Regions from separate parts of the Zea mays genome. Here regions 2 and 3 are each linked to region 1. Evidence: chromatin contacts called from public Hi-C data. All regions are on one chromosome and are shown on one strand. Each heading gives the region's core, a stretch centred on a gene start, on an enhancer-like site or on the middle of the called end of the contact. The rest is flanking DNA. Distances are from core to core; before and after follow the strand shown.

Region 1 (3,014 bases), core at 228-2,727:
TAGAGCGGCCACTTTACTGACCTGGCAATTGTTTTGCATGTGTCCACTAAGATTATAGAAATTAACAGCCTGGCACATGTTTAGAAACAATAAAATAGAAGATAACATTAACAGACTTATCTCACTAGTAACTATTGAATAAATGTCAGTCAAAATCACATTAATAAACTCGAGTACTTCAGGACATCACACAACATTACCACTGAATTCACAAGCATAATTGGTGTTTATATTTCACCATCATGGAACAAATGAAATAGCACATGTATTGTTTCCTCAATATGTTTTATGATGCATGTCACCATGCCTATTATGAGCAAAATGAGTACAAGTGCCGAACAATAAATGCCAGACCCTTATACAATCATATATAGTTGCAATCAATCTGGGCCACAGTTACTACTTAAAGCTGCATGCTCATTATAATCAGGAATAACATGTAAGCACACTCCTCAACAAACCATGAAGAGGTGGAGCCATCTACAAGCACAATTATCTCCAGGTAGCAAAAAATTATCATTAAACACCAAGGAGGAAACTCTTTTTCTACTACAAAGAGTGCATATGTACACTTCAACCTGCCAAACAATGTATGTATCCAATTCTATCATTCTATGGATTATGAATCGATTGTCTGGTCCATCACACGAGGACAAATCGCCGTATCACATGGCAGTACTGAATCATCAACGGCAATTTTTTTCCAAACCCAGAATTCAAACGGCTCAATCTTGAGTTGCAATTCTTGCCCCTACCTAAAATTCCTAATGCATACCCTAACGATGGAACCAATGACCGCTCGACCTCGCACAAATCACCGAGCTCGCAAGTCGCAACGTATAATAATGAGAGAAACAAACAAACAAAAGTCTTCAGTGTCACCTGGCCGGCACGAAGGTTGGAGAACCTGAACTCCACTCGCTCCCCAAGTCGGTTCAAGGAACGCCTGCGCCGCGGTTTAGCCTCGACATCCAGCCCTCACCCCCGTCGCCGGTTTGGACGTGCGTGCGCAATCAATCTGGCTTCTGGCCTCCTCTGCGCCGTAGCGCTATACCTGTATGGATCATTGCGATATACATGCAGGGGTAATACCTGCATGGATCATTGCGACATGCAAGCAGAGGTAAAGGATTGAGGAACCAGGCTGAGGCTCGACGAAGACGTGAAAAGGGTCGCTTTTTTTAGCTGCTAATAATACCTTTGTTCTTCAATATTTATCGTCGGCTAATTTATTTTTAACTTAAAATGCGATAAATAAAAATAAGAGTACAAGTTTTACGGCGGTTGGAATGTGCGCACAAAAAAAAATGTTCGGGAATTATATCAACAGATGTTCTAGCAATAAAAAGACAATATTAATAACTTTTCGGTAAAACAGAGAGAAATATCACTTTTGTGGGCTTAACTCCGGCTAGGCCGAAACCGGTTGATTGGACCGAACTCTAGCTTACATGGGCCGAAAACTGCATTTGTGAGTGAGACCAGGAAGAGGCATTGGTCGGACCCGCGTGGTTCTCCCGTGTCCTCTCTCTCTAGTGTCGACGAGTGGGCGAACGCCGCCACCGCCTTACGCCAGTCGCCAGGCGCTCAGGTTTTCATCTTCGGGCCCTTCACCGGCGACCAGCACCCAACAGGTACCCCACCCCTTCTCTTCCGTTCCTGCTGTGCGGAACCGAGCGCCCAAACACTAGCTTAAGCTATTTGCATTCGTATCTGATCTGATACAATTACTTAGTGTATGTTTCGATCCATTAGTATTAAACATTAGCTAGCTAATAACTGCTATTTTTTAGCTAGCTAATTTTAGTAGTGGGTGTTTGGATTCACTAGCTAATAAGGTGGTTCGACAGTTAATTGCTATTAGCACCTATTAGCAACTTCAAACCTGCTAGTGGAACTAATAGGTACCAGCACCATCTAATAATTAGCAGTTATATTTGGATCCACTAGCTAGTACTAGTTTTAGCTGCTAATTTTTAGTGAAGAGTGAAAACGGACCCAAATAGGCCCTGTGTAGTATACATGTTTTGTGCCTACAAACTTCATTTTTTTCATATTGTATAAAATATTATTTGGTGTACATGTGTATACACGTCTTTCACTGGGTTCGTCACCTTGTTGCAGTTATGTTCCAGGCTTCCTGCAACAAGCCTTGATCTCTGGCCCATTTCTGCACATAGAAGTAGGAAAGAGGGCATAGGATGTTGGCATGCTGCAGCTTATCTGAGAACCATCGTGATTAGATACTAACCGATGAACATCGAGCTGGGAAGCAAGGGACAGTTGCTAAAGTCCTCAAATTGGTGTTAGTAGTAGCAGCAGAGTCAAGAAAAAACTTTGATAGTGACCATGCTTAACATGAGTAGTCTTTTTTTCTCCCAAGTGATGCCTTGCTGTACTTTAGCCCATTTCTGATCCTGTCCTACTAAAATTGCCATCATAGGTTCGTGGTGTATTATTTTTCCTAGGAAAACAAAATCTTCTACATACACAAATTCTTTTGTATTAAACTTATTGTACAGTGTCAAAAAAACTGTGTTGAAAACATCCCCGTAAGAGGCCCCTGCCTTATCAGCCATAGTTCTTGTTGTGCTTACATGGATATTAAAGGGCTCTATGCGATAATAGTTTATTACTATGAAACTGTGATAATAAGCAACATATCTGTGGTTCATGTTTATCAAAGTTCCGCTCACTTAATATGCGTGCCATATTTTTGAATTAACCAGCAGTGTCTTATCTTCGACGCATGGTTAAAGGATTATAATGAAGCATACAGACTTGTCTATGACTTGCAGAGTTGGCACCATCATAAAAAACATGTATCATAAAAATTGACTATATAAGTATTTTGATCACATAATATAAATGCAGATTTATGGTGATCAATTCATAATGTGCACAACTGATAATGGTGGCAGAAAGCAGGCCCTGGTGAAAAAAACTGTGGTTCTGAAACTAGCCAATTATATGCAGTTAGTTAAGCCCTATACATGCATACGTTATTACTTAAA
Region 2 (2,751 bases), core at 44-2,543, 200 kb before region 1:
TGGATCCGCTTCGAACTGATTTTCCGAGTCAATCCCACGGTTTTAGATATCAAATCCCGCGAGAAACTAGGAACCCTAATTGTCTCTGCGCACGCGCGGACCGTCCGGCCTCGGGGCTGGACCGTCCGCGAGGCCTTTTTTGGCTTCTAACAAAGAGTTGTAAAAGAACTTGTATTTGAGTATTGTGAAGTTTGATGATTGTTTGTTGCATGAGAACTGGAGTTTATGATTGCATATGTATGTTGTATGTTATTTTGGTGAACACATATCGTGTGGATCAATTACTATTTACTGTGCAATGTGAATTGAGCAAACTAAAAATAAATCTTGTCAAAATTTTCTATTTTTTCCTGTAAAAAAACAGTAAAACCCGGTTCATTTTACAGTAAACCGGTAGTTTAGAGTGGTTTTTCACCGGTAAATCGGTTCGAATTCAAACTTATTTAAATTGGTCAAATCGGTCGGTTTTTATCGGTCGCCACTGATTTATTGTTATCGGTGGGTAGCGGTTATCGGTTGTCACCGCGTCAATGCGTAGCGCACGAAATCGGCTGTACATGCGGCCGTGTAAAGTCACTTGTCCGTTTCGTGAGATGGCATGGATAGAAAAGGTGGGGCGCGCCGCTGTCTGACTGGCGTTGCCTGGCCCCCGCCGTGACGGCGACTGAATTTGAAGGTTAGGTCGCATGCGCTGGATAACTACGGCCGTGTCCGTGTGGGCGTGGCACGCTGCAAATTATCTTTTCGTTGTAGAATTGTCAAAAACAAGCTGTACCGTGACTGGCACTACCGCCGGAGGCATACATACGATATTGTAAATTGCACGAAAGAAAGTATTAAAAACACATATATTTACGATATTTTGTAAACTCTTTTAGTACTCGTTTAGTGGAGCTCCCCTACATGATTATTTAGCTCCGAGAGCTGATTCTTTAATAGGGTGATTCTATAGCAGAAGTGAATCATTTGACGAAAATTGTTTAGTAAATAGACCATGAAATGATTTATGAGGGGTTCGAGAGTGATGAGTAGATTGGGAGCGGTGGAAAACATATTTTTTAGCTCACACTTTCTAGTACAAAATAAAGTCTAAATTCATTCTACCCCATCGTAAAGTAGTTTATATTTTTACCGTTTGAAAGCACACCATTTGTGAGCTCAAAAGCGCCACGCCACTGGTTGAAACAACCCTTTTTCCTTCACATGCAAAGTTGTACATCTACAGCGACATGCCTCGGCCGCACACTACCACAGTACGAGGCGCGAGGCGCGACGCGACACGACGCGAGCCGGCATATTGCTCCAGCTACAGGCCTACAAACGCTACAAACATATACGAGTACGCGACGCATGACCCAGGCAAAACTGTCCCTGCCCTCGCCACGCCGCCCGCCCACACAGAGCAGCCGGTCACGGCTGTGCATGGCCACGGCGCGACCGAGTAGGCGTCTGGCCACGGGCGACGCGCACGCCACGCCGGCGGTCGGCCCCGTGTCCGGCGGCGGCGGGCGGGCGCAGTTCAACCTGTCGTCGGGCGCGGCCACGGCCGTGGTGTTCGTGTCCATCCTGCTCTGCTTCGTCCTCCTCTGCACCTACTGCCGCTGCGCCCGGCAGCGGGCCATCGCGGGGGCGCGCCGCCGCGTCATGCGCGACCTGGTCGTCCCGGGCGTGTCGCTCTTCCTCCGCCCCTCCGCGGCCGCGCTGCCGCCCGTGCTGCCGTACGCGGCCGCGGCCGCCAGGAAGAAGGGCCTGCCAGAGGACTGCCCCATCTGCCTCGACGCCTTCGGCGAAGACGACGGCGTCAGGGTCGTCCCCGCGTGCGGCCACCTCTACCACGCGCCCTGCATCGACCGCTGGCTCGACGTCCGCAACTCCTGCCCCGTGTGCCGCTGCGCCGTGGCCAGCCTCTACGCCGCCGACCGCGACAGGGGCGCCGATGCGTTGACCGCCTTCGACGACGACAACGACGATCAGGAGGCCGTCCTGCAGCGCGTGGTCGCGATGATCGAGGCCATAAGAGACGAGCAGCAGAGAGAAGACGCGGTGGCGCGGCGCGCGCCGGCCGGTGGAGGCGGAGGGTCATGACATGATACACATGCGTCGTGCGTGGTTCGATTGCGGTGCAGGTGTAGCTAACTTTAACCTTGTAAATTTGTGAGTAGTCTCGGCGTCACAGTGTATAGGGCTAGCTATTGTGATCATTCATCGTTTTCTGACGGTAAAATTCTTGAATTGCGTATTCGAAATTGTGGCATGGGATGGGTGATCTTTTTCCTGGTCCAAGACATGGTCATGACCACCTCAGTATGGCACCTCTGTTCTTGAAATGCTCTGAAATCATGCACTCCCTCAGTTTTAAATTATAAAATATTTTCTCATTTCGGAGTATTAAATATACATTACATCTAAGTATATAAAAAACGTCCAGTAATCTAAAACGGAGGGAGGAAATAGTACCTATTGGCAGACCAAAGCAAGGTTCACAAGAGACATTTGTTTGAGGAATCACTTCATCTAAAATGAGGTGGTGCATCATGTGTTCATTATATTCCTCATATTCGTACTAACTAACTGACTATGAACAATGAGGTGACGATGAATCAACTTATTTTATTCCACGAACCAAACGAAAAAGTGAGTAGTGATAAGATAATGCACTAATTCATTTTTTAAACCAAACACCCCTCAGTGACAAGCAGCCAAGCACCGATGACAACAAATAAACAATATATGTAACCCTTAACAATCTCA
Region 3 (2,915 bases), core at 338-2,837, 260 kb after region 1:
GCTTGTGAAGAGTTGGAAGTCAAGCTAGGGGATATTCTCTCTCAACCTATTCTTGGGACATTGGCCGGGCAAGGTCTCTGGTTCAAGTCCAGGATGGCCCAACTGCGCTAGGGAAAAGAATAGAAGAAGCATCTGACTCTTTCATGCATACTCCACTTGGCTCGGGGGGATATAGCTCAGTTGGTAGAGCTCCGCTCTTGCAATTGGGTCGTGCACTTGACGGAAGGAAGCAGAGGCCCTAGCTCCCTTCCTATGCGGGAAGCGAGGGAGACGGGTTCATCCCCCTAAGGGGAGGGTTCCGTATACCAAGCGGTACTGTACGAGCGGAGCGACCATTAAGCGACCGTAGGGAGATTAATGCGAGCGGACAACAACGAATGCCTTTGTGAAATCTAGTTGTAGTAAAGTAAAGTAAAGTATAGAGATTTGAACGTTGATGTTTTCCCAAAAGTCTTCGTAGACCTCTTTACGATGAAAAATCTTTTTGTGTAATTCTAAATGTGAAGCAAGTCTCCGTATCTTATTGGTGAAACTGAATACTTGAAATTCAACATAACCCTTGTTTTCTTGTTTTTCTTCTTTAACCATAAATCAACATTTTTTTTCTACCTCCTTTCTTTTTCATGTATTTTTCTGATCAGGAAAAAAAATTTATGTCAGTTATTTTTAAGTTATTCTAATCACGTACACATAAAATTTTGCAATTATTCATCTACTGCTGGAATCTGGAATTTGGATTTATTTTATCGATGCAAATTGGATTTGGATAGAAGGGTGCGTTCTTTTATTTTAGATAGAAGAAACATTTCTTCTCTCTAAAATAAAAGAATTTTGCTGATTTATTTATTGCTATATCTAATTTATAGAATTGATATACCATTTAATTGATATCATTAAGCAAAATGAAACACAACATATGCATCTATCTTTGGGCTCGAGAATTTCACGGGATAGAGATACAGTATAAGAAATAGGCTATTAAGTAACTCTAAATGAATTGTGGATACATCTGTATTCTCAACATACTGAAACGACTGCCGTTATTCGTATCAAACCAATAGCGATTCATAAAAGCTAAATCTTGTAATCAATGGTGGGCCAATAATGAATTTTTTTGCATATGTATTAAGACGCTTGGTCTGATTTCGAAATTGTCCAGAGTTTTTTATGTTGTTTTTATTGCAAAATGATGGATCTCCTTCCGCACCTTGAAGATTGAGCAGTGCTGAATTCGTCTAATTTGATGCCAAGGGGCTGATCAATGCTGGATTGGTGTTCATCCATGGATCCAGAGAGGAGAATGTTGGAATAGTTGGTTTGGTGTCCTGTGACTATGAGCACGGTAGTGCTTCAGCTGCAATCTATAGACTGCTGCACTGGATTGTCCGTTTTGGATTAAGTCAACTGTTTGGATTGCTGTAACTTTAATACACAGATAGAAGCGTAAGAGAGTCTTGCCAGGGAGATTTGCTCTATGCCACTTGCAAATTGCAAAGCTCAGAAACCCAAACCAGCAAGGGTACGAGGTACCCAAATGCCAAGTTAGATCCAGACTCCAGAGGGAAGGCCGGAAGGGGGACTGGGGGAGGGAAAAGAATAACTGAGGAAGCGGGCGGTGCCTGCCTGGGTGCGCGTCGTCGCCAGACGCGGGCGCAATGCCGCGCCTCCGCCTCCCTCTGGTCCTCCTCCTCCCCATAGCCCTCACCATCATCCTCCTCATCCTGTTCCCATTTTCCCCAAGCCCGCGCTCGCCCCCGCCTCAGCCACTCCCCTGCGGCGCCGCGCTCTCCGATGCGGCGGACGGCCGGTGGGTGCCGACCCCATCGCCCGCACCGCCGCCACTATATTCTCCGTCCTGCCCCTTCCACCGCAATGCCTGGAACTGCCTCCGCAACGGCAGGCCCCAGCTCGCGGCGCTCTCCTGGGCGCCCGCCCGCTGCGGCGGCGCCGTCGTGCCGAGGGTCGACGCCGCGGGGTTCCTGGCCGCTGCCAGGGGGCGACGGATTGGGCTCGTGGGGGACTCGCTGTCTGAGAACCTCGTTGTCGCGCTCCTCTGCGCGCTCCGCTCGGCGGACGACGGCGCCCGCAAGTGGAAGCGGCGTGGCGCGTGGCGCGGAGGCTACTTCCCCAAGGAGGACGTCGTCGTCGCTTACCACCGTGCCGTCCTGCTCGCCAAATACACGTCAGTGAGTGCTCTATGCTGCTGCTTTCCTGGTTTGTTTAGTTTTTAACATAGTTATTATAGGAGCAGTCTTTCTAGTACTCTGAGATTACCATGAATGGTACCTAGTATTAAGTTGCATGCACCAACCAATTCAACCCAAAAGCTTAAGCTGATAGGAGAAGGTGGACAATTCACTTATATTATATTCTAACACCCCCCTCACGTCGAGCCTCTTTTTGGTCTCTGACGTGGATATAGGAGCGAGCAACAATTATTTTATTTAATTGTGCTAACCAGGATTCGAACTCGAGACCACTGGCTCCGATACCATATCTGATTGTATTCCAAGAGGGTGAACTGGAGTACATATATATGCGCATAGGAGGCATGCAAGCCTACCATAAATGACGCAATCACATCCACAAATCAAGGCCTAATTACATCATGCTAACACTCCCCCGCAGTCTAATCTGGAGCATCGCTAACAGTTAGGCTGGACCGAAACTCCTGGAACACAGAAGTAGGAAGACCCTTGGTGAAGATGTCGGCGTACTGAGATGTCGTAGGGACATGGAGAACTCGAACGTGACCGAGGGCGACCTTCTCTCGAACGAAGTGGAGATCGATCTCAACATGTTTTGTCCGCTGATGCTGCACAGGGTTGCTAGAGAGATATACAGCACTAATGTTGTCACAGTAGACCAAAGTAGCACGACGGGGAGGGTGCTGAAGCTCGAGAAGCAACTGTCGT

Evidence for each region. A called contact is a pair of places that touch in the nucleus more often than the background predicts.
Region 2: a contact with region 1 is called in a Hi-C map of leaf, with 6 times the contacts expected there. The contact joins the enhancer-like site here to the promoter of LOC100280884 in region 1. A contact is called at or near these places in 2 of 25 Hi-C or Micro-C datasets (ear and leaf).
Region 3: a contact with region 1 is called in a Hi-C map of leaf, with 2.1 times the contacts expected there. The contact joins the promoter of LOC100273777 here to the promoter of LOC100280884 in region 1. A contact is called at or near these places in 4 of 25 Hi-C or Micro-C datasets (ear, endosperm, leaf and 1 more).

What each region holds. Positions count from the first base shown.
Region 1 is chr1:88,190,953-88,193,966 of Zm-B73-REFERENCE-NAM-5.0, forward strand. It overlaps LOC100280884 (complex 1 protein containing protein), which reads left to right and starts at 1,478. Exons shown (of 3, transcript NM_001153804.1): 1 at 1,478-1,634.
Region 2 is chr1:87,988,193-87,990,943 of Zm-B73-REFERENCE-NAM-5.0, forward strand. No RefSeq gene overlaps it. Among protein-coding and RNA genes, the nearest start is that of LOC103637620, 110 kb to the left of the region's middle. Within about 2 kb of position 1,294, at least 20 of the 20 cell types and tissues checked have an H3K27ac peak or open chromatin away from gene starts, as enhancers often do. A contact at or near this core is called in ear and leaf, where this site is marked.
Region 3 is chr1:88,446,376-88,449,290 of Zm-B73-REFERENCE-NAM-5.0, forward strand. It overlaps LOC100273777 (putative DUF231 domain containing family protein), which reads left to right and starts at 1,588. Exons shown (of 4, transcript NM_001148180.3): 1 at 1,588-2,182.